7 separate regions of the Mus musculus genome follow, and regions 1, 2, 3, 4, 5 and 6 are each linked to region 7. Evidence: chromatin contacts called from public Hi-C, HiChIP or PLAC-seq and promoter capture Hi-C data. All regions are on one chromosome and are shown on one strand. Each heading gives the region's core, a stretch centred on a gene start, on an enhancer-like site or on the middle of the called end of the contact. The rest is flanking DNA. Distances are from core to core; before and after follow the strand shown.

Region 1 (3,335 bases), core at 619-3,118, 810 kb before region 7:
CACTGGGGATATGGAGCCTGGAGAGGCTGCCTGCTATGGCCAGGCAGGAACTCTGGTGGAGCAATAAGGACACCAACCCACCCACAAAACTTTTGACCCAAAATTTACCCTGTCTACAAGAAATGTAGAGGGCTGGTGAGATGGCTCAGTGGGTAAGAGCACCCGACTGCTCTTCCGAAGGTCCAGAGTTCAAATCCCAGCAACCACATGGTGGCTCACAACCATCCGTAACAAGATCTGACTCCCTCTTCTGGAGTGTTTGAAGACAGCTACAGTGTACTTACATATAATAAATAAATAAATCTTTAAAAAAAAAAAAAAAAAAAAAAAGAAATGTAGAGATTGGGGATGGAGCAGAGATTGAGAGAACAGCCAATCAGTAACTGGCCCAACTTGAGACACATACCATGGGCAAGCACCAATCCCTGACACTATTGATACTCTGTTATGCTTGCAGACAGGAGTCTAGCATGGCTGTCCTCTGAGAGTCTCCACCCAGCAGATGACTCAGACAGATAAAGACACCCACAGCCAAACAGTAGATGGAGCTGGGGACTCTTATGGAAGAATGTGAGGAAGAATTGCAGCCCCTAAGGGGATAGCAACTTCACAGGAAGACCAATCGAATCAACTAACCTGGACCTTTGGGGCTCTCAGAGACTTAACTACCACCAAAGAACATACATGGGCTGGACCTAGTCCTCCCTGCACATAGGTAGCAGATGTACAGCTTGGTCTTCCTGTGGGTCCCACATAACTGGAGTGGGGGCTATCCCAAAGGCTGTTGCCTGTGTGTGGGATATGTTTTTCTAGCTTGGCAGCCTTGTCTGGCCTCAGTGGGAAAGGATATGCACCAGACACCAAACTTGGTTCTTAAAGTCCCAGAAGACAGTGTGGTTTCTACTCAAGGCAAAAATGCAGCGTTTCTTGTTTGGTTTCAGACCAGGATTATGCCCAGGGACTGAGGCAAATATTTTACATTTTTACATGTTTACAAAGCAGACATGGCCTCCAGATTCTCCCATCATCCCTCAGACCCTACCTGGCATACCTTGCCTCCAACCTTGAAGTTTCCAGACCAGGGGCCTGGCTGCCCTTCCTCAAGAGGCTCTTCCCTATAAAATTCAGACATTTTGTGCTCTCTCCCTACCCCCTCCCCCATCTCTCCTTCTCCCACCCCGTGTCTCTCTCTGCTCGGTCGCCCTTTCTCTCTTTCTCCTCTCCCCCACTCCTCTCCATGGTGAGTCCCCTGGCCTTAATCCTTGGGGCCAGTTAACTCCCAATAAACCTGCCTTTAATGTAAACTAGTCTGGCTTGAATCGGCTCATTTCACCAGCGGTAGAGAAATGCCTATCATTTCTAAAAGGAAGGGAGAAAGAACAGTAATTTTGGCTGGGCGATCAATCAAAATGATCTACAACTGGGCATTAGACTTGGTGAACTATGTGTTCCTGGAGGGCCCTGAAACGGATGAACTGGGAAGCAGGGCACGGGTGGGATGCACGCTTGTGAGAGCCTTAGCTGCGGAAGCAAGGACAAGAGTGCGCACATGAACTGGAGAAGAAACTCTGACACCCTCGAGTCCTGACAGAAGGAGGCAGAACAGTGAGAAAAGATGAAGAAGAATTCCACAGTGCCCGCCCCCTCCCCACGCCCAGCGCTTCGCGGTCTAGAGTTGTTCTTTAGGAGCGGATCCTTTCTGCACTTCGTCCTCCATCTCTTTTGCGTCATCCACCCCTCTTCCCAGAGAAATTTATGGTCCTTCGCTATTACTATAACTCCTTCCGGGTCGGGGGAGGGTGGGGCACACCTAGTACTGAGATTCGCGTGAGGTGAGGCTCGTAGTCGCGTCCGGTGTTTAAATCTCGCGCAGGCGTGCTAGCTCCCTGTCGCTATGCGGGTGCTTGTAGGTGAGGGAGGGCAGAGTGGCGGGCCGGCTTAGGCTGTAGCCGAGAGCTGAGAAAACAGGCCCACAGGGTGCAGTCTCCTAAGCAGGCAACCTAGCCTTGGTTTCCCAGCCCCAAAAGCTGAATCTGTGCGACCCTGTGACTTTTGTCACCTCTGCATCGCGGGGTGGGTTGGAGAGGCCTGATGTCAGATGGGGACCGCACCCAAAGGGGCCGCCAGCAGATGACCTACCGCCACCCCGCTGAGTAAACAGTTTGTGCTCCCCCATCAGGTGGCGGGACGGGATTCATTGGGACAGCCGTAACCCAGCTGCTGAGAGGCAGGGGCCACGAAGTTAAATTGGTCTCCAGACAGCCTGGCCCGGGTCGAATCACGTGGGTAGGTCGAGCTTCTGGAAGGTGGGTGGGAGGGCAATTTGCGCGGGAAGGACAGTACCAGCCGGCACTGTACTTTCTCCCACAGAGTGAACTCAGTGAGTCGGGGCTGCCCCTCTGCGATGTTGTCATCAACCTGGCTGGAGAGAATATCCTCAACCCTCTGCGAAGGTCAACAGGGCCATAAAGCAGTTATCACCTGTACAGGGGGGAGAGAGGGTCGATGCCTGTGACCCGTGCATGGTAGACATAAACTTGTGCAAGTGTCCCCTTAAGCCTTTGGAGCCTGTTATATATCAGCGTCTACTAAAGCCCAGTGTTGTGGATAAAGAGATATAGCCCATGCCTATTGGGGGCCGGGGGAGAGAGTCCTATCTTCTTAGCCACCCCGAGCTATGCATTAAGACAGGCTTAGGACAACAGACTTACTGGGAGGGGAGCCGGATGAGTGGGGAGGATATGGTCTAGGTGCATGTCTGCACTTTTGACCTTTTCTTTCATTTTCTCTGCAGATGGAATGAAACCTTCCAAAAAGAGGTTCTTACGAGCCGCTTGGATACTACCCACTTGCTAGCCAAAGCCATCACCGAAACTGCGCACCCACCTCAGGCTTGGATTCTAGTCACAGGTGTAGGTACGCTCCCAAATCACCAGCCTCTTACATTAACGGAGCCAGGGAGAACAGAGCAAGCAGTTGAGGCACTTGGGGCTTGCACCCGAATCACAGGTCCTTCCCAGGGTCACTGCCTAGGCCTCCAGCCTTGCAGGTTCTTCCTGACCCAGATCTGTACTGTCACAGTCTGGTCTTTATGGGTGTGGAAAGGCAGAATGGGGGTGTGGGGTACTTGGCTAGAGAGCCTTTATTGGGAGCCCTCAGAGAAAGAGGTGTGGTACGGGTCCTAGTGCGCACAGAAGGCATCTCCCCACTCCCACACCCCTTGCTTTTTTGCACTGCAGTTCTTTATGAAGAGCTCCCTTTGTTGTGTCTCCTTTGAGACCACACAATTGCAAACAATTAAAATGAGTAGTAGCCACCATACTATTATATACATA
Region 2 (3,375 bases), core at 517-3,016, 580 kb before region 7:
TACTTGTCCACAGTATTGAAATCCATTTCCCAGTAAGGTTCATGAATTATAGCATGCCTTTTTAACAGATTTGCCAATTCCCCAAATCCACCTGTCAGAGAAGACAGACAAGATAATAGCCAAAACCCTGAAGAATTAGTAAATGGTAACAGGAATAAAGTAATAAAACTCCATAATTATCAATCTCAGAGAAAGCACAACAAACATTCTACAAAAACAGAAAAACAAACAAACAAAAACCCAGGTCTTTAAGGCCAACAGCCACAAACAGAAACAGAACCCACCAACTAGGGATACTAGGATTAATCAGCAAAGCACATTATGTTCTCAAAAGTGCCCAGGCAACTATCTACCTTCTCAACTACATGCATAGAGGCAAGTGATATTACTGTCAGGAGCAGTGTCTTCCATTTTCAAAGGGAACAATCTGTATTTAAGAACAAAACTTCCATTTGGGATAGATCTCAGAAACTCCCAGGAACCTAAAAGAACCTTAAAGAAGTGAAAAATTAAAATAATAGTAGGCATACAAGAAAACTAATAAACTCCTTTTTTCTGTAATATCCCAGGTTGAAAATTTTTAAATACTCAAAACAGTATTTAATTTCTGGACTAAACAGTGACTGCTTAATGTTCAAACAATGACTGACTGAAGAAATGCATGTGCTTGGGTTGACCTGGGTGGGCACTGGAAGAATTTGGTAAAGTATATAATTTATGGGAGATTATAATAAAAAAGATGAAACAGATCTAAATTTGAATCTCACTAGTTCAGACAGATCTTTGAACTGATCAAATGGTTCTTAGTAATGGAAAAAAAAATAGTAAACACAACATTCTGTTAATTGCCAGAGACTGGGAATACAGATGCAATTCCTCTGTAGCCGCTAGCTGGGAGAAGATCTGGTAGGGGGCATAAGGTTAATCTCACCTTACAGAGAACCCTAGCCATTTCAAAAGTGCCCACGGTATCCATATTGGCAGCAATGACAGGGATGCCACTGTACATCTGCTTTGAGTTCCGGAACGAAAATGATCTTGTGAGCTCTACCTGCAGACATTAAGAGGACATTAAGATTTCATTCATTCAGAAAATATGTATCGTTCTCGAACCTGACAGCTTTCTTGGACCTGGTCCATTAGAAGCTTGAGGTAAAAATAAATAAATAAATAAAAACCAAGGAAGACAACTGGCTCACCTCACTTCGAGACTTAAGAGTGCTGCGTTTGGGCCTCAACAGGACATCCTTGAAGTCAAGTTTCACATCATTATCAATATGAGGCATGATGCAAAGCTGGAGTTAGATTTAAAAAAAAATGAGGCTGTAAGACTGGGAAGTAACAAAGTTCGCCTCTCACGCTTAAACTGTGTAAAGTCAGATCAGGGTGTGGTTCTTCAAGTCTCCCTGGGACCATCCAGTGTCTGGATTATCCTAATGCTTCAATCCCAGGTATGATTTTTAGGGAGAATTGGGAAGAGATTATGGTTCCTGAAGGTGCTTCCTTACCTAGTTACTCTCCCTTTTTTCGCCCCTGCAAAGGGCAACTTAGAGTAAGAAGCTAACTTAGGGATGAGAAAAGAGATTTTAACCAGCTTCCGGCATAGCGGTACTCACTTCCTGTTGCTTTGACTCAGGTGGCAGTTGACCAAAGATTCTTTTGCTTAGCAACTAGCCGCGTGCAGCCTCGATGAGCCTTCAGGGCCACTCGAACGAGTTCCGCTAATTGCAAACTCGACTACCCAAGGAATTCTAGCTTCGGGCGCTGTGCAAGGCCTTCTGGGTAACAGAGTCCACACACTCAAGCTGCCGTTGAGTGCGAGCGGCAGAAGAACTACAACTCCTAGGATGCAAAGGACAGAGCTGCCTCCAGGCATGATGGGACAAGTAGTTTGTTCCGTTCCAGCTCGCCGCTAACACCAGTTCGGTGGCCACGCGCGGGGTCTCAGGGCGCCGTCTGGCTGTTCCTAGCCGACTTGCCTTTCTCTTTACAACCCCACTGACACAGAACACGAGGGCACTCCTGAGCGTTTCGGGAACCCGGTGGAAAGAGGAGAGGGTGGGTCCAGAGAGTGACCCGGAAGCAGAAGTGTTCCTTGCCGTGGAGTGCTGGGAAGCGGCAGCGGCAGCAGCGACCACAGCGGGAGAAGCAGCACTCTAGCCGCCTGCAACCCCAACCTGGGAAGAAGATGCTAATTAAAGTGAAGGTGGGAGCGTTTCCAGACTTTCCAAGACTCGGTGCAGGGTTGGCCGCTGCGCCTTAAGGGAGAGGCGGGAAGGAAAACCATGCCTTTCCTGAACTTGGAGGGCTGACACCCTCGGGGCCCTGCGCGAGGCTTGATGGGAACTAGGGGGACCCCGGGAGGCTTTGAGCTCTGGAGGCCGATCCAGCCTGAAGACTTCGGGTCTTACAAGGAAGCCTGTCCTACTTTCTTGCCAGTCTGTATTCAGACCCAGAAGGAGGCAGCGTTTGTCCTGGTCTCACTGTATTCAAGCCCTTGCAGTCATAGAGAAGGCCTGGCAGCAGCTTGGCTCCTCACTCCAGAATTTTTTGGGAAAGCTTTGTCCCCTGTTCTTCATGCCTAGATTGTATACTTCTCTCAGGCCCTAACACAGGCTCCCTCCAGAGCACAGCACTGATTAGAGTCTGATGAAAGTGAGGGCCTTTCAGTAGCTAGACTACGAGCCAAGGTTAGTGTCTCACCCGTCTTACAGTAGCTAAGCTCGGAGTGGTACTAGGCACCTTCTGTCGGAACTGGACATTAAGAACTAGCCTCATTTCTTTGGCTAATTTAGGCTACTTATCGATGCGTTGGTTCTTGGTACTCTGTCTTCAACTCCCGTAGATGTTCAGTTTTAAACCCATCAGGCCATTCTGCTGTACATTTAGACAGAGACACAAAAATGATAATAATGAGGAGGCCTGGCATTAATCTGACCTTTTCATTGCTGTGTTCAGTCTATCTTCAGTTACTGGACACGTCAACTATTAGCCTTTTTTTCTACATTCCTTCCAAAAAAAACTTTAATTAAAGATTGAAGTCAGAGGGCAAGTTGATGATTACTGTTTTTCAGACATGGGTAATCTATGAATTAGCAATAGGTCTTTGACTCTTTTTGTTTGTTTTGTTTTGTTTTTGGAGACAGGGTTTTTCAGTGCAGCCCTGGATGTCCAGAAACTCACTCTGTAGACCAGGCTGGCCTCGGACTCAGAAATCCGCCTGCCTCTGCATCCCAAGTGCTGGGATTAAAGGCGTGCGCCACCACTGCCCAGCAGGTCTTTGAGTTTTAAACACCATTTTATTCTTTGTTTTTAATATATACAACACTGTGTTTTGGGTAGGCTCAGACTTAATGGATCATAAGAATGATAGTC
Region 3 (3,354 bases), core at 347-2,846, 760 kb before region 7:
GGGAGTAAGTGGCTCAGTGGCAGAGGGCCTCTGTGGTATGCACAGGCCCTGGGTTCAGTCTCCATCTTTAGGGAGGCCCTGGTCAGCTGATTAGTTCTCCATGAAGGCTGAGCTGTGGTACTTTAACAGTAACGGAAAAAAATTAAGAACATAAAGAACCCAAAAGCCTCTTCTTAGCTTATCCTACACCAGCCTCTGAAACTAAGGGGCCCTGCACATCTGTTCTCTGGGCAGACACCTCTCCCCTCCCCCAGCACCTCTGTCAGAACTGGAAAAGTGCTGATGCAGCAGCTTAATGGGCGTGTTTAGGGAGAAATTTCCCAGCCTCCCCTTCCTTCTGCTGGCTGTGTTCCGGGCCTCCCCTACCTAGGCCCTGACCAACTGAGATGTGGGTAGAGCTTCAGCCAAAGGGTTAAAGACTAGCTTGTATCCGAGAGAAGGGAGTCCAGAGCATTCCTACTGGAGAAGATAAGGGAATCTGAGGGAGTAGGGGGCCCTTGGGTGTGACTGAACCAGAGGGAGGAGCCCAGGCAGAGAAGCCAAGATGAGCGTAAAAGGGACAAGCTGCAACCTGGCCTCTCCAATATCCAGCTCCATACAGCAGGCCCTTTCATCTCAACGTCCATGATTCCCTGGCATCCCAAGGCACTGCCTTCCAGAACAGATGCATCCTACTCTGCCGGCAGGGTCCTAGGTTCTACAACCTCCACCAACCTACTCCTTCCTGACTCTGATGACTGAGGCAGACCCTCACCCTCTCTCTCTCTCTCTCTCTCTCTCTCTCTCTCTGAGTCCTACTGCTTCGTCTATAAACTGCCAACGCCACTCTACAAGTGTCTCTAGGGCCCTCCTCTGGTCCCAGTACTCAGAGAAACCGCCCAGGATTTAAGCAGACAGAAAGAACGGAGGCCTTCCAGTGTCTTGGTGAGAACAAAGACATATGTTGCAGAGGCCACAAAAATGCAGGCCCTTAAACTGATCCCAAGATGGAAAATCTGGGCCTGTTTCTGACCAGAGAAGGCTGGTAGAAAGAGACTCTCAGCAGAGGTTCTCTCAGCACACTTAAAGGACAGAAGTGACATGTAAGAGAGGGGTGGGGCAGAAGGGAAAGAAGGAAGCAGAGGGACAGAGCAGGGGCCCCGCAGATCTGGAGGGAGGGAGGCCCAGACCCTGCAAGCCAAACAGCAGGACAAGCTCAACACCTCTGGGGACTCTTGACTGTTCAGGAGAGAGGGAGAGGATCTGACTAGGAGGGAAAGGAAAGAACAAAACGAAGCTGTTTACCTTGGCTTTGCCCGTATTTTCCCGGGGCCCCTCCAGCTGCAGCCAAAAGTAAGGGGTGTCAGGACGGCTCTGGAAAGCGGTCACCTTGACCCTGAAGATGCGCTGGACTTGCAGCCGCTGCCGGTGTACCCGGGGCTTCGATTTTGTCTGCACCATGAACCATTCCTGCGCTGGGGGTTTACCCCCCGACAAAAGCATGGCTGTCCCTCCGGCCCCTGGAAAGCGTGAGAAGTGTCACGGGTCCCAGCACCGAGGCCCCCAGCCACCTAGCCCTGCAGCCTAAGCCACGCCTCCCCTCCTTGAGGCGCGCCCCCCGCCACCGCCTCCCTGCTGTGGGTTCTGCGACCCACCCGCCAGCGCTCCGCGCCCGCCCTCCCAGCTCCGTCCCTTTCCGCCGCAGCACGGGAGACAAACCCTTCCTGCTAAGGGTTGTAGCTAGGGGTGGGACCGAGCGGATTCCCGCCGCCCTTCCTCCCCCTCAACCACCACCCCCTCCTCCCCTTCGACCTCGAAGCCAGGCCCCCTGGATAAACTCGCCTGAGCTGCTGGATGGCTTAAAGGGGCGCTGGAGACTGAGGGAGGGAAGGAGAGGAGGCTGGGCGGGAGGGAGAGGGCCAAACAGGGTCTTGGAAGCAACTGCCTTCCACCCAAGTTTTGTGTTCAGGGGTCAAAGTTCCTTCCTCGAAGGAAGGAAAAGGAAGGATTGAAGAGTTGATCTCTGAGACCCTGGTTTTAGATTCCAAGCAGTGTTCTACACACACACACACCACATACACACCACACGCGCACACACACCACATACACACCACACGCACACACACAAACACATCACACACACACACACACATGATCCTTGGTCGTCTGGACTTCCCTTGAAAACCCTTTACTACACCCATCTCTTTGTGGCAGGAAAGGGTTAAGGGAAAATGGGGTGGAGAGACCACAGAGGCTAGGGCCTGTAGAAACTATGGGCTGGAGACCAAGCAGGACGTAAAGGGTTACAGCTCTGACCCCCACCCCCACTCTAGTCTGGGGACCGCCTGGAACTGGCTCTAGGCCCAGGCCCTGCGGAAGCCCCCCAGGGCTGGAGGGGCAGGGGGTTAGCTGCCAGAGTTTTCAGGCTCGGGTTGTTTAGGAGAACCCCTTTTTTTAGCAAGTGTGAGTTAGAGTGTGAGGAGCCAGTGGGAGGTAGGGTCTCCAATCATCCTTATCCACAGCCATATGGTTGGCATCAGTGGTCCAAGACTAGCCCTGGGCTGGGGACACTCTCAAAACCCGAGCTGCCTTGGAGACATGCTCAGTACAAAGAACACTTTATGTGGTCTTGTAGCCTGAAGTAGCCTGGCACTGGGAAGGCACAGTCTGCAGCTGGGGCCTCGAGAGAACCTTACTTTCCAAACAAACCAAGAGTCACAGTCTGACAGACACAAGTATGACCTGACCCACGGGAACAAAGGACAGCTATTTTTTTTTTTAAACTGAGTCCTTTCCTAGGACATCGGTGTTACAGAGCCACCGATGTGTGTATGTATGCAGGCCAGTGGGGAGGTGCACGCTGTGCAGAAGGGGCCCAGGGGGAAAAGATTCAGGTTACTGCCAGACTAGACTGGATGGTCAAGCCCCACCTTTACAAGGTCTCATCCCTGGAATGGAATTCAGAGAAATAAAAGGTGGGTCTGTGGGGTTCTGGGTAACGAGTTCTTCAACCCTGCCCCTCCAGAAGGCTTTGAAGTCAGAGGCTGTCTGAGTGACCCCACTTCTCTCCACTTTCCCTGCCTTTAATTGTACTATCAAAAGGCAGGCTTGGCAGGGCACATCAGAAACTCCGGGTTTGCAGAAGGCTGAGCCCAGAGGCCCTGACTCAGAAGAGGATGGAAGGGTGTGCCTCAGTTTCCCTTCCAGGAGCAAGGGAGCCACACAGCCTCTCCCCACCCCTTCTGTTAGTGATGCTAAATTCTTTCTGCCAGGGCTAAAGATGTCAGGGAGAAGCCCCAGGTTTAATCCTATGTTCAAAGAGGCCATGCAGAGGGCAGAAAGAAGCCATGCATAAGACACTTCATAAACAGATCC
Region 4 (3,452 bases), core at 585-3,084, 860 kb after region 7:
AATCCTTCATTGTCTGGAACGGCACCAGTGAACACTTGTCAGAAACTGACCTGTGTGTTCTTCCTGTTATGTCCGTTTCCATAAGCTTCTGGGAGAGTGAAATACATGTGTGTCTCTTGGGCAGTATAGAACAAGTGCAAAGTGTGTGTGTGTGTGCGTGTGTGTGCGTGTGTGTGTGTGTGTGTGTGGTGAGAGAGAGGTGTGACTGTGACTGCAGGCAGGTGTGTCTGTGTATTGCATTCTGTGTGACTCTGTGTGTACGAGAGGTTGTCTGTGCTGCCTGTGGCATGTGACTGGCGTGTGTGCGCGTGCACGGGTGTTGATTTCTCTCACATTGTTTCCCAAAGCTCCCTCACAAGCCTTGGTCTCACGTCACAGTTGTCTTCAGAGGGTCCAGTTCTCCTGAAGTAGGTCAGGAAATGAAGCTCAGATTTGTGCTTAAGACCATAGGTCTTCACAGGAGATCACTTTAAAGACAAAGCCGGAGTAGAGTAGCGTCTGCTGGCTGAAGTCTAGGCATCCTGTATCCAGTGAGCTCTGTGTCTCTCAGGAGCAGTAAGTTTGCCATATATGGGGAACAGCCCTGTCGTGTTCCCCTGAAGCTGATTACCAAATGACCCGTGCTCCAGAAGCCCTCCCATAGGACTGCACGCTGCCATAGGCTGAGGAACTCACGCTTCTGTTGCCCGGGTCACACTGGATCAAATCAGTCTCGGGTGTAGCTGACTACCCCTATCCTGGATGATTGAGGCTTGCCATTCAGTGGGTAGTCGGCCATTAGTGGTACTGGCCACTGTTGGAGCTGTTGGAAAAGGAGACTCCCAGGCCTTACCCCCAAGCGACAGAAGCAAAGCTTTGCATTTTAACACGGTGCCAGGTGGTGGTGTGCACCCGGAAGTCTGAGATGCCCGCATTTCCAGCTCTGGGTGTATCCTGCAACTACCCGGAAGCTTAACAGAGCTTGAGCCTCTCCATTCTTTATTAGCTCTTTGCTTAGCTAGACATACTCCAGAGTGAGTTAACAAGCCTTTTAGGAATGGTTGGGTTCAATATAATGACAAAACCTGGCAGGGGTCCTGTGGGCCAAGGCCTAGCACTGAGGAGAAGTTCACTAGGATGGCTGAGCGATCAGTGTGCTCGACACTCGTGCAGACATCCTGCAGCTTTCCCCGGAGAAGTGGATGAGGTTTACTTTGGATTCAATAAGCAGATATTTCAGATATGAAAAGCAATCGGACTTTAAGAGCAAAGGAAGACGTCACAACAGTACGCGTGAAGATTTACATTTCTCGCAGTGGCTTAGAGCCACCTGGGCCGGGTACTAGTTTCCAGGCGCAGATCTGCTTTTGTCTCGGGGTTGTGATTTTCCCCTTGGACTAGCCTTGGCGGCAGGCGTAGCTTGTTGTGAGTTTGTACCGTTTACAACAGTACAAACTACTTTCAGGGGTCTTGAGTTCAAATTTGAAAATGCACCATAGGCTTGCTGTAGACTTTAGTTAGCTTGCTCTGTGGCTCTCAGTTCCATACGCACAGAGAGGCTAACCGTGGGTTATTCCTCAACTAGGGAAGGGCCTTCCACAAGGCTCCCCGGGCGGAGGGGTTGGTTTTGCTGACTCAGGTACTGTATGGGCTGAGGGATGGATGTCCTGCTGTTTCCTGCAGCTTCCAGCTCACACCTCCTCTGTGTGTGTGTGTGGGGGGGGGGGTTATTTTTATTTCCTGTGTTCAATCTGTGGGGCTGCAAGCCATTTACCACAACTACTGTACATTGTTCCTTGCTCGGCAGTGGTGGGAAACAGCCCTTTGCACCCTCTGCCTACACACTTCCTGTCACCACGGCATGCAAATGTTCCTCCTGCTTCCTCTCCCGGCAGCCTGCACCTCTGCTCTTTGATCACGTCTGTGATCTTGGCCCACAAAGCGCTCTTGTTATGATTGTTGGAACATACTTGGGGGAAGTGACAGAGATTTGTTCCCTTCTTTGGGAAAGTCAGCAAGCCAGCCAGCATCAGCTAGTTTCCAGCACCTGGAAGCTACTAGCTCAGTTGTAGTTCTGGTGGGTTGTGGACTGGAAGTCTAGGCTAGTGTTTGGGTGCCTCATGACTTAAGATTTATCTTAGGGTTTTCATTGCTGTGATAAAACGCCATGGGGTGGGGTGGGGGGTGGAAGCCCCATGGGAGGAAAGGGTTTGTTTCAGTTTACAGCTGAAATCCATCAGTCGGGGAATCGGGGAAGTCGGGGCAGGAATGCAAGGCAGGAGCTGATGCTCAAACCAGGGGTGAAAGCTGCCTGCTGCCTTACAATACCTTGCTCAGCCTGCTTTCTTATAGCAGGGCCAGCTTGCTCAGGGTGGCACCACCTACAATGGGTTGGGCTTTCCCTCATCAGTTACTAAGAAAATGCCCCCACAGGCTTGCCCATCAATCTGAGGGGGACTTTTTTCAATTGACATCCCTTTTCCCAAATGATTCCAGACTGTCAAACTGACATGAGAACTAGCCAGTATAAGACGATAGCTAATTAAAAAAAAAAAAAATTTTTTTTTCCCCTGGGTATGTGTGGTCCTTTACCTTGAATAAGAACTTTAGTGAGAAAGAAAAAAATGAGAATTTCTGTCAGACTAGACAGAAATATTTTACTTACTTAATTTTGAATTTATAAGTCTGAGCACACATTTTTTTTTTTCCTAATGTGGGCAGCCCGGTATTGTGGAATGTGCTTTGCATGATGTAAAGTGTTGAATTGAGACTGTGTTCCGCTACATATTGTCTTTTGAACCTTAGAGGACCCTCTGTCTGTACAATTCTGTAAATAATTAATTAGGCGCCTGGGCTGTGCCCAGTAGGCATGGGCTATAAAGATAAGAAGCAGCCTCGCTGTCTAGGGGGTGAGTAAACCCACTTATGCCCTGTGTGTCTCGCACAGTATCAAGTGCCTGTTCCCGTCTGCTGTTGAAGTTCTATGATCCCGTGAGGTTCTCTAATCTCACAGGGATGTAGTCTCCTTTCTCCAAGTGGGGAGGTGGAGCGTTGGGTTGCCAGTGTTAGGATGTGAATCTTCTTTCTGACTCAAAGCATTTATTTGCTTTGGATGAGCTAATGACTAATGAGTCTGGGAGCGGTGATGCTTCACGCATCAGCTACAGATTCACTGGCCCTCATGGAAGGCAGCAGAACTGGCATCTCTCACATGATGCTTCCTCCCTCAGCACCATATCCAGCCGGACGGGGTCTTGCCACGGACCTCGCTGGCCAGTGGGAGGAGAGAGGTCTCACTAGGGACCCATTCTTGCTGCTCTCACAGGGATGGACCACTTTGCTTTAAAAAATTAAATATTGCCGGGCGTGGTGGCGCACGCCTTTATTCCCAGCACTCGGGAGGCAGAGGCAGGCGGATTTCTGAGTTCGAGGCCAGCCTGGTCTACAGAGTGAGTTTCAGGACAGCCAGGGCT
Region 5 (3,099 bases), core at 428-2,927, 670 kb before region 7:
TAGTACGAACCTTTTGGGACATAAAGGGGCGGGCCACTGCCAGTGATCGGTCCAGACTCATGATGGTTATAAGCAGGACACTGGCATACATGCTTATTCCACAGACATAGTGGCACAGGCGGCAACCCATCTCTCTAAAACTCCAGGTGCCTCGAGCCAGAAAGTGGAGGAAAAAGGGAGCAGTGAGCAACACAGCCAAGTCGGCCAGGGCCAAGTTCAGCACCAGCAGGGCGGTGACCGTGCGTTTCTGCATCCTTTTCAGGATGCTCCACACTACAAAGCTATTGCCAGGAAGCCCCACAGCCAGGGCCACAGACAGTAGAACAATGGGCAACAGAGACAGGGACATGCCACCAGGAGAAGAAGGTGCTGCAGGAGATGTAGTGTTTGCAGCCATCAAAAGGACCTAGAGAGTGAAAGTGGACACACCCATGAGGGGAAAGCCAAAGGATTCTTGACCCCCAGCCACATCAAACTAGCATGGAGTACTCTGGTCTCCAAAATCAGAAGTTTCAGAGGCACCTTCAAAATATGTCACCCCATCACTGTCAACCTCATTGCTCTTTTTTTTTTTTTTTTTTTTTTTTTTTTTTTTTTTGGTTTTTTGAGACAGGGTTTCTCTGTGTAGTCCTGGCTGTCCTGGAACTCACTCTGTAGACCAGGCTGGCCTCGAACTCAGAAATTTGCCTGCCTCTGCCTCCCAAGTGCTGGGATTAAAGGCGTGCACCACCACGCCCTGCCAACCTCATTGTCTTAAAGGCGCCTGGTTGAATAGAAAGACTAATTTCCTAACCAGGCTGTGGGGCCCCTTCTTTGCTTCAGACCCAGTTGCAAAATGTACAGCAACAGCAGTATTTCCAAAACCCTTCACACTCGTTTCCTTAAGAGAGCCTGGAACCCAGCACCAGGCTGGGAGACTTTCCTCAGCACTGTGCACGCCTTGAAAGGCTAACTCCTCTATCTCCCAAGAGGCCACTGTCCACTTTCTCCAGTCACCTACCCACACTCTCTAGAGCTGACCATGGGGCACCAGGAAGAGCAGGGCAGGGAAGAGTTAATGGACAAGAACCATCCCTTTACAGAGGTCGGGCTTTCTTTGGGGATTCTGTCTCACCATCTCTTCAAGTTATAATTGACACACACACCATACTGACACACACACACACTCACCCACAACACACTGACATTCACATACACACTCAAACACACACACCATACTCACACACACACACACACACTCACACACACACACACACTCACATACATACTCACCCATAACACACTGACACTCACATTCATAAACACACACAACATACTGACATACATTCACACACACACATAAACACACTCACACACACATACACACACACCACACACACACACACACACACACACACACACACAGACACCATACTGACTCTCTCACACACAACACACTGACGCATACATAAACACACACACCATACTGACATACTCACACACATACACATAAACATATTCAAATACACACACACACACACACCATATCATTCCTAGGATACTTACAGGGTTTCCCTGATGCTGATCAGAAGGTAATGTCTTGTCTAGTTGTTGGATATACAATCCTTGAATCTGTCTTAGTGCCAGGGTCCTGGTCCCACTTCTAGGTCTGTCAGCTAAGTCAGCCAGAGAGGAAGTACCACAGAGCAGAGCAAAGGAGGCGGGGCGGGGGAGCATCTTCCTGAGGGTGAGGCTGAAAACCCCCACACCTCCCTTCACTGTTGGGGTGGGACAGTCTGTGTTCCAACGCAGTCCAAAAGAGAGGAAGACTCTTTGGGTGGGGCTAAGTGAGTAGTAGCCAGAAAGGGGCAGTGAAGTAGGAAAGAGGGGTGCCAGGAGTGACTTGGCTTGGGGTGTGGTCTAAAAGTGCAGGTCTAGACAGGAGGAGTGAGCAAAGTTACGGATTGAATTGTAGGAGAAGGAAGCAAGGGAGAAGGCTAAGATTGAGACTGCTGATTTTAAAAATATTATCTTTGTACTTCACATTAACAACCTGCACATGCTGTAGTTTTTTGATTAATGCGCTTTTAGATTAGGTTGACCGCCTATGTTCTGTGTATTGTTGTGAGTTAGGGTATCATGGTATTAAAAACAGCATATTGGGGTCAAGGCCACCCTAGGCTATATGGGAGAGAGGAGAGAGAGAGAGAGAGAGAGAGAGAGAGAGAGAGAGAGAGAGAGAGGAGGAGGAGGGTTACAAAGAGAAAGAATATCAATGAGAATGTGAAAAAATGAAAGAAGAGAACCACAACCTAATCTTGACTTCAGGCAGGTCAGACCACAACTGTGGTGTGGCTATAAGAGACAAGCCACATCCAGCACTGCCCGTTCCAGGTTAACCAATTCTCCATTCTTTATGAGAGACATCAAAGTCTAATTGATCTCCTTCATGACACAAAATACGGATGTCTTCCCCTTACCTTACCCAGGCCATTTAGCAGCCCTGGTGGACTTTCCTTCTGGGATCTAGGCAAGAATCCACACTTCTTTCCTGTATCCCTACAGCCTTGTACCGTCTGGTTTCAACTCTGACAGGGAGAATGTGGGCTAAGCTAGGGGATACTGAGAATGAAGAAGAGACAGGATGGCTCAGGGCCAGCAGCCCTACCTCCCTCCAGCCCTACCACAAGAGCATCTAAGAATTTGTAAAGCCACCACAGCCTTCTACTCCCCTCGACAAAAGAAAGGATGCTGGCTCTCTTTGAAGTGTCCCGTAGCACCAAGAACACAGCCCTCCAGTCTGCACGGGCCTTTCTGTTTGTCTTTCACTCTGTCACTTCTTAGGCAAAGCAGCATAATGGTGATCACTGATGTCCCTTTTGTCCCCCAGTGCCCTCACCTGCTGTCAGTTGAGAAAAGCCAGATCAGCATTGGCCCAGTAACTGTCAAGCAGAGGATATGATGAAAAGGGGAGCTGAAACCACAGCAAAAACAGAGGGCAGAGTTGAGGAAGGATCTCTCTGACCACATGGGGTGTGTAAGGTGGAGAGTAGACAGCAGAGGAAGGTCAGGAACCTCTGCTCCAGAGCACCAGGACAGGACGGACTCTGTGTTTCAGAA
Region 6 (3,267 bases), core at 149-2,648, 620 kb before region 7:
GAAAAACTCACACCATGCTTACTGTCAGCCTTCTTCTGTAATCCCAGCACTTGGGAGGTTAAAGCAGGAGAGTTACTGTGAGCTCAAAGTCTGCCTGGGCTATATGTGAGATCATTTCAAAACAAACAAAAAACAAAAACAAACAAAAAAACCAAACAACCAATCAGTGTATATGTAGATCCTGGAGCTGTTCCTACTTCCCTGGATACCTTTGTACAGGATACATTTCCAAACAGATTGCTGCCTAGGATGCTGCTTTGTGTCTGTCTTTCTTTTCTTTTCTTTTCTTTTCTTTTCTTTTCTTTTCTTTTTCTTTCTTTTTTTTTTTTTTTTTTTGCCAATGCTATTTTCACTATCTTTGATGGTGGCCCATGGAGCGGAGTGAAGAGGTCCTAGTTGTCGGTGCGGTGCCTCGGACAGGGCCAGAGAGAGCCTCCCTAAAGCTGTCTGGCTCCTCTCTGCCTTGGGGCAGTTTTAATGACATCTCTGACGGTTCACCCAGAGCCAGGGCAGGAGCTGGAAAGGACAGAGAGTGTGTTCCTGGAGCCGGTTGGTCTGGATTCTCAAGAAGAATTCCAGGCTGCAAATGAGGGGAAATGCTTACCTCCAGCTGATGAGACACTCTCAGTGAAAGAAGGGAATACCAGGTAGCCTGGGGAGGAGGCTCCTGTCCACCCAGACCTGAAAGCAAGCCAAGACCTAAGCCTTCCCGAGACTTTCAAGCTGGGAGGATCTCGAACTTAGAAGAAACAGAGATAGCCCACTCATTCTGGGGGCTGTGGAACAGCTGAAAGAGAGACAGAAGGGTGCAGTATGCTGAGGGGCATGAGAAGACCTGGTAGAGCTGGCTGGTCAGGGACTGACAGGTGGAGCCAGTTTGAGGGCCTGGCCGCTGATGTCATCTGTCTGCAGCCTGAGGTACTGGGACCTTCCTAGGCAAAAGAAGTTCCAGTCCCAGGGACCAGTTTCACAGGGCCAAGCCCGGTGGGTGCTACAAGAGAGCTTAGCAGCAGGGCCCTCTGAGAGCAAAAGGAGGCATCTCCAGCTAGGGAACAGATCTGCCCTGCAGGCCTGAGTGGAAGAGCCCTTCTCTTTGCTCTCTGAACACCTAGTGTGGTAAGAATCAAGTTGGTGTGGGATCCGTCACCAAACGCCTTTCCTTTTCACTTCAGCCTCAGGTCTGACAGAACTTTGATCCGGACCCCCTCCTTAGCATGACCTCAGTTCCTAGAAAGGAGAAAGTGGGTGGAGCCAGTCTTTCCCGCCCCTACCAGAGGACAGCCCCCAGAGACTGGCCTCTTGACAGGAGGGATGAAGCAACCCTCTTCCCCTTTTCCCAGAAACTCGGCCCCGCCTCCCCTCCCCTCATAAACTGCTTACCCGGCCCGCCCTACACCTTCCACTCGCGTGGCTACGTCCAGCCTGTTGGTCCCGTCCCAAACGCCCTGACCTGCTCCACCCGGGCCCGGGACCCGGTGGTGCCATCACCAACACCGCTGCCAGGTGAGAGGCTCCAGCTTACACCTTACCTCAGTGCTGAGCCACAGCGGGCCTTCGCTGTCAAGGGACACACAGCCCAAGCCCAGAAAGGACCGATCTCCAGTGCGTACCTGCTGTGGGCTGAGACCCAATTTTCCTGGGGCCAAACTCTGCTTACGCCTGCTGTGCCATCTCCGCAGCCCTGCCTGAAGTTTGTCCAGACGTGAGGCATGTCGGGGGACTCTGACCCCTATGCCTCCTACCTGCTGTTAAATAGTCCTAGAGGCTGGACCTCTAAACTGAGAAGCCAGCGGGTGGAGAGACCGATATATACAGGGTTTGGAGGTGTTCTCTTAGGCAACTGTGCATTTCCTCAGATGGATCTTCAATGGTTTCTCCACTGGACATCTGTTTTTTAGTATGATTTGAGAGTGTCTATAGCAAGGTGGAGAGGAGGTTTTTCTCTGCAATATAAGGTGCTTCTTCTGGGTGACTGAATAGGGTCTTTGGGGCATCTCAGGGTGAGAATGTGATTATCCCAGTCACCTAGCTGGTACTGAACCAATTTCTCTGGATAGAGTTTCTGGGTGGGTGGGATGGACATCCCAGGCACAGGAGATCTGAGTGAATGAGCACCCTCTGTCTCTTCTACACAGGCACAATGGAAGGTCCTCGCTCAGACGTGGGCCGCTGGGGCAGGAGCCCCTGGCAGCCCCCTACAACACCGTCACCGGAGCCAGAGCCGGTGCCGGAGCCAGACAGACGCTCGCGCTCCCGCCGAGGAGGAGGCCGCTCCTTCTGGGCTCGTTGTTGTGGCTGCTGCTCATGTGGGAACAGAGGGGACGATGACTGGGGACCTGAACCTTCTGGCTCCAGAAGCAGAGGGACCAGCTCCCGGGGTAGGGACTCTCGGGGTGGCCGAAGACCCGAGTCTCGGGGCAGTGGTGTAAATGCAGCTGGAGATGGCACCATCCGAGGTGAGATTACACACCTTAACCTAGAGCTGAGCCTTTATGGAACCTAAGGTTTATCCTGGCATCTCTAAGGGGGCTTCTGAGACTTCTGAGGAGGGACTGGGCTCTTCGTGAACTCTTCACTGACCCATGGATGTGGTTTCACAGAGGGAATGCTGGTTGTGACTGGTGTGGATCTGCTGTGCTCACGATCAGACCAGAACCGCCGAGAGCACCACACGGATGAGTTTGAATATGATGAGCTGATTGTGCGCCGTGGGCAGCCCTTCCACATGATCCTTTTCTTGAACCGGGAATATGAGTCCTCTGATCGCATTGCCCTTGAGCTCCTCATTGGTGAGTGGGACCTGGAATGGGAAGGGTAAAGCCCCTAGACTTGAAGGGCTGGTGTTAGGTTAGAGAGGTCTTTAGGCTCCTCCCCGGCACTCCTCACCTCTGCCAAAAGAGGCTGGTGCCGGATTCATAGTGCTCCCCTAGTGGTGCTCTCAGAAAAGATGTGGTCCTGCAGTTTCCTCAAGCTGGCTTTCCACAAGCCTCCAGAGGCAACTGTCTTTCTCACAGTGCTGGCCCCTGTGTCTCCTTCAGCACGGTTGACTCCATGTCTCCATGTGCCCCTCTTTCTGGGTCTTGCTGGGTCATCCCCCTAGCCCCCATCTATCAATCTCTCTGCCTTTTTATCACAAGGCCCAAGGCAGGTGCCTCCCTCACCATGTTGCCTGGTGACCGTTGACTGCTCAGGCTGGTGATTATACAGCTACTGGGGGCGGGCGGGTGACTCTTCTAACCCTTTGATTACAGCCCAGCCATGCACACC
Region 7 (3,332 bases), core at 335-2,834:
AACAAAAGCACATAATTAAAAGGTGCCACATGCCTTTAATCCCAGCACTTGGGAAGCAGAGGCAGGCGGGTTTCTGAGTTCGAGGCCAGCCTGATCTACAGAGTGAGTTCCAGGACAGCCAGGGCTACACAGAGAAACCCTGACTCGAAAAAACAAAACAAAACAAAAAACCAATTTTCCTTACAAAAATGATTTCCCTCCACTCCTCTATGGCTCAGTAAGGACCTGCAGTGAGGTTAAGTGAGAAAAAAGGACAGCCCAAAGGGCCTGCCTGTCTTCCTCACCCACCATGTTCCTGAGCATAGAAGGGCCTGCCTCCCTCCCCCACCATGCTGCGCACACAAAGACCTGTCTCCCTCACCAAGCATGCTACTGACGGTGATGATCTTCTCTAGGGCAGCCGGGACTTCAGCCTTCTCGTGCACCATGGCCTCTACCTCACCCACAGCATAGCCGAAGTCCGCTGAATCCAAGTCTATTGTGAGCTGAGGCTCCTGTCCATGGGCTCCAGATAAGGCCAGCTTCCAGGAGCTTCGCGTAGTAATAAAACTAGCCACCTCCTGCAGCTTCAGCGAGCCCAGGACAGCAGCCACACCTGCAGGCTTCTGCTCCCCAGACCCGAGCAGTTCAAAGAGCTGGGCCACAATCGCAGCTTCCGATGTGACTTCCACATACTCATTGTGAGGTCCTGAGACACCTGTTACTCCAGGACATTTGAGCTCCCATCCACTACCTTCTCGTTGTCGCAGCCAGTGGTCAGACAGCATAAGGCTTAACTCAGAGGTATCATAGTATGTGTCTCGGAAGGTGACCCGGTGCTCCAGGGTGGCCCCCAACTCCTGCAGCCTTTCCTCCGTGTCAGGCCCTGGAGCGAACTTTCGCTCCACTTCAATCAAGCCCTGGGCCATATTAACCTGCAACCCTGTTTGCCAGGTATTCACTGAGTGCTCAAGGTGAGGACTAGTCAGCAAAGACGGACTAGTCCTGGATCAATTTAAGATGCATATACACTGTCCCAGAGCTCTGCTCCAGGTTCACAGGGCTCTACTTGGAGGTCTCTGCGGGCTGCAACAATGGTGACAAGTCTCCAGTTAAATCCTACTACTGATAACCCAAAAGGCTCCCTAGCAAACAGGCCGTAATGCTGATGACCTATCTTCTCGCTACACCTTGCTACCCAAGGCCAGTGATTCACTGCCCAGGATGATCTGCCATTCTTCGCCTAGCACCAAACAGCGGTACCTCGGGACACTCTTCAAGACCCCAGGGTCTCCTTCTCCCGGGACCCGGAAGTGGGGGAAGGGTGCCCACGCTACACCCGCGAGGAATGCCGGGAGCGGTCTCCGGCTCCGGACCTTAGTCCAGGCTCTTTACGCGCGAGACCGGTCCCAGCACTAGCGGCCATATTAGACCGGTGTGGCGGTGCCGATGACAAGCTAGGCCTGAGAGGTCTGTTAGGTTACGTGCGACCCAACCCGGTGGGCAAGAGAAGAGAGAGCTTCCTCTTGCCCGCTGTTCATCCTGCATTTTTCCTGGAGCCCAGGAATCGGCCAAGATCTCGAGCCTTAGCGTGAGCCTGGCATCCTGGGCCTGGTGCATGATGGGAGATGTAGTTTCCAAAGGACCACCTCACCTTTCCTGCCCACCGATCACTAAGGAAATCAGAATTAGTTTCAGCAAGCGGGACTCTACCTCAAGCTCTACAGGAAGGCTTTTGGGGGTGGCGAACGGGAAGAGTAGTTCCCAACCCCTCCCAGTGTAGACAGTGAATGCGACTGATAAAACACAAGCTATGGCTCCCCACTAAGTGGGGAGTTGTAATGGTTAGTGGAGTAATTCAGTGGTCACTTGGAATATTTTTTATAGTTGTTTTGTCTTTTGTTGCTTCTTGTTGTTTTGACACAAGGATCTCATGTAACCCAATTTGACCTGGAACTCCTCATTCCTCTTCGAGTGAGTGCTGGGTTACCTGTGTGAGCTGCCATGCCCTTACCTCTATCCTGGGATTTTCGAGAGGATAAATGGGAAACTTTCTGTCAATGGAGGAAGTGATGTTTTGAATGTGAATTAGAGATGTAATGGGACAGCTGGAGTGATGGATGCTCAGCACTTAAGTACACTTGCTGTGCTTACAGAGCTGGGATTACCTTCCCAGCACTTAAAGCGCAGGTGGCAACCTCTTTAACTCCAGTTACAGCGGGGTTCTTACGCCCTCTTCTGGCATCCTCCTGTACTGTACTACAGACAAAATACTGGTACATGAGAGTGTATGAGAGAGAATGAATGAATGAATGAATGAATGAATGAATGAATATGGTGGGATTTCTGGAGACCTAGGTGGGAATAACCGCCTGGGTAAAAGCCCAGAAACTAGCTACAGCACCTAGCCAGTATCTAAGCTGACGATGGCTTGAAGTGCAATTGAGTGGCGGGTTGAAAAGCCATGAGTGAGTGGCAGACTCAGTTCAACAGTCGCGGAGGTGGCATTGTTGGGAGTACGAGCAGTAGACAGGCAGAGTGCTGTGCTGCTGCTGGTTTCCCACCATCGGGGAAGCTGAGGCAAGAGGTGACAGCTTGCGGAGAGCCTGAGCTACAGACTGACTTACAGCCCCTCCTGGGCCAAGAGTGAGACAGGCAGGGAGCATCATGGGAACTTGGCACTTACAGACATGGCATTTTGAGCTTAGGAAGGCATTAAACAAACTCCTGCTTCTGGTCTATGGGTTGGATCTTATAGAACACAGAAAATACCAGTGCTTCAACAAGACTGAAAAGTAAAGCCAAGGATCTGAGTGGGGAGGGAACAAGTCCGAGACCCCATCTCTTCTCATTAGCCCAAACCTCACCCGTCCGTCCTCTTTTGTAGACCCACTTGCTCCTGGCCATGGTACAACCACCCTCTCCCGCTTCAGTTATATGAGGATTGAAGAACCAGTTACAAACTTTATTTACTGTTACATGGTAGAAACTCAAAATATTGGTTTCATAAGAAAATATGCCACGCAGCAAGCTTGGGCTCTGGAGACCACTGAGGGTTTACATCATGGGACTATTACTTATCGGCCATGCAATCTTGAGCTGGGAAACCTTATTTTCCTCTAATATAAAATATAAAATAAAGTCCTGTATACTCTGCTTTACAATCTTTTTTTTTTTTCTAAGACAGGGTTTCTCTGTGTAGCTCTGGTTGTCCTAGAACTCATTCTGTAGACCAGGTTGGCCTCAAACTCAGAGACCCACCTGCCTCTGCCTCCCAAGTGCTAGATCAAAGGCGTGTGCCACCACGCGCAGCTTCGCTTCAGAATCTTAAAATTTAGAATATAAAACACTGA

What was found. Promoter capture Hi-C pulls out the DNA fragments that hold promoters and counts their contacts. Hi-C and Micro-C count contacts between places; a contact is called where the count stands out from the background. HiChIP or PLAC-seq counts read pairs in DNA pulled down with a chosen protein or histone mark.
Region 1: an H3K4me3 HiChIP or PLAC-seq map of bone marrow-derived macrophages shows a contact between it and region 7, with 5 times the contacts expected there. The contact joins the promoter of Sdr39u1 here to the promoter of Thtpa in region 7. A contact is called at or near these places in 3 of 39 promoter capture datasets (the 3T3-L1 cell line and embryonic stem cells) and 2 of 115 datasets of contacts at active chromatin or transcription factors (bone marrow-derived macrophages and memory CD8 T cells).
Region 2: a contact with region 7 is called in a promoter capture Hi-C map of the HPC-7 cell line, with 2.9 times the contacts expected there. The contact joins the promoter of Gmpr2 here to the promoter of Thtpa in region 7. A contact is called at or near these places in 17 of 39 promoter capture datasets (the 3T3-L1 cell line, the C10 cell line, the HPC-7 cell line and 11 more), 3 of 484 Hi-C or Micro-C datasets (embryonic stem cells, pre-B cells and uterus), 5 of 115 datasets of contacts at active chromatin or transcription factors (embryonic stem cells, extraembryonic endoderm stem cells, memory CD8 T cells and 2 more) and 2 of 9 other capture datasets (adipose tissue and pancreatic islet).
Region 3: a contact with region 7 is called in a promoter capture Hi-C map of second pharyngeal arch cranial neural crest. The contact joins the promoter of Nynrin here to the promoter of Thtpa in region 7. A contact is called at or near these places in 9 of 39 promoter capture datasets (the 3T3-L1 cell line, cranial neural crest, embryonic stem cells and 5 more) and 1 of 115 datasets of contacts at active chromatin or transcription factors (embryonic stem cells).
Region 4: a Hi-C map of pro-B cells shows a contact between it and region 7, with 5 times the contacts expected there. The contact joins the enhancer-like site here to the promoter of Thtpa in region 7. A contact is called at or near these places in 2 of 39 promoter capture datasets (pre-B cells and stem cell-derived epiblast-like cells), 4 of 484 Hi-C or Micro-C datasets (B cells, long-term hematopoietic stem cells, pre-B cells and 1 more), 2 of 115 datasets of contacts at active chromatin or transcription factors (bone marrow-derived macrophages and pancreatic cancer cells) and 1 of 9 other capture datasets (adipose tissue).
Region 5: an H3K4me3 HiChIP or PLAC-seq map of the SCID.adh cell line shows a contact between it and region 7, with 8 read pairs. The contact joins the promoter of Ltb4r1 here to the promoter of Thtpa in region 7. A contact is called at or near these places in 1 of 39 promoter capture datasets (pre-B cells), 2 of 484 Hi-C or Micro-C datasets (B cells and embryonic stem cells), 3 of 115 datasets of contacts at active chromatin or transcription factors (the SCID.adh cell line, embryonic stem cells and large pre-B cells) and 1 of 9 other capture datasets (liver).
Region 6: an H3K4me3 HiChIP or PLAC-seq map of embryonic stem cells shows a contact between it and region 7, with 10 read pairs. The contact joins the promoter of Tgm1 here to the promoter of Thtpa in region 7. A contact is called at or near these places in 9 of 39 promoter capture datasets (the HPC-7 cell line, cranial neural crest, embryonic stem cells and 4 more), 6 of 115 datasets of contacts at active chromatin or transcription factors (embryonic stem cells, memory CD8 T cells, pancreatic cancer cells and 1 more) and 1 of 9 other capture datasets (adipose tissue).

The regions. Positions count from the first base shown.
Region 1 is chr14:55,898,765-55,902,099 of GRCm38.p6, reverse strand. It overlaps Sdr39u1 (short chain dehydrogenase/reductase family 39U, member 1), which reads left to right and starts at 1,868. Exons shown (of 6, transcript NM_001082975.1): 1 at 1,868-1,910; 2 at 2,180-2,286; 3 at 2,371-2,453; 4 at 2,795-2,916. The coding sequence starts at 1,895. It overlaps Khnyn (KH and NYN domain containing), which reads right to left. Exons shown (of 8, transcript NM_027143.3): 8 at 3,320-3,335.
Region 2 is chr14:55,670,626-55,674,000 of GRCm38.p6, reverse strand. It overlaps Gmpr2 (guanosine monophosphate reductase 2), which reads right to left and starts at 1,766. Exons shown (of 10, transcript NM_177992.2): 1 at 1,617-1,766; 2 at 1,200-1,295; 3 at 932-1,051. The coding sequence starts at 1,286. It overlaps Nedd8 (neural precursor cell expressed, developmentally down-regulated gene 8), which reads left to right and starts at 2,121. Exons shown (of 4, transcript NM_008683.4): 1 at 2,121-2,206. The coding sequence starts at 2,189.
Region 3 is chr14:55,852,357-55,855,710 of GRCm38.p6, reverse strand. Nynrin (NYN domain and retroviral integrase containing) reads right to left here and starts at 1,596. Exons shown (of 8, transcript NM_001040072.1): 1 at 1,285-1,596. The coding sequence starts at 1,482.
Region 4 is chr14:54,231,848-54,235,299 of GRCm38.p6, reverse strand. No RefSeq gene overlaps it. Among named protein-coding and RNA genes, the nearest start is that of Dad1, 20 kb to the left of the region's middle. Within about 2 kb of position 1,834, at least 138 of the 459 cell types and tissues checked have an H3K27ac peak or open chromatin away from gene starts, as enhancers often do. A contact at or near this core is called in B cells, adipose tissue, bone marrow-derived macrophages and 4 more, where this site is marked.
Region 5 is chr14:55,764,540-55,767,638 of GRCm38.p6, reverse strand. It overlaps Ltb4r1 (leukotriene B4 receptor 1), which reads right to left and starts at 1,677. Exons shown (of 2, transcript NM_008519.2): 1 at 1,546-1,677; 2 at 1-406. The coding sequence starts at 397.
Region 6 is chr14:55,711,623-55,714,889 of GRCm38.p6, reverse strand. Tgm1 (transglutaminase 1, K polypeptide) reads left to right here and starts at 1,398. Exons shown (of 15, transcript NM_001161714.1): 1 at 1,398-1,503; 2 at 2,136-2,456; 3 at 2,601-2,789. The coding sequence starts at 2,141.
Region 7 is chr14:55,093,036-55,096,367 of GRCm38.p6, reverse strand. Thtpa (thiamine triphosphatase) reads right to left here and starts at 1,584. Exons shown (of 2, transcript NM_153083.5): 1 at 362-1,584. The coding sequence starts at 908.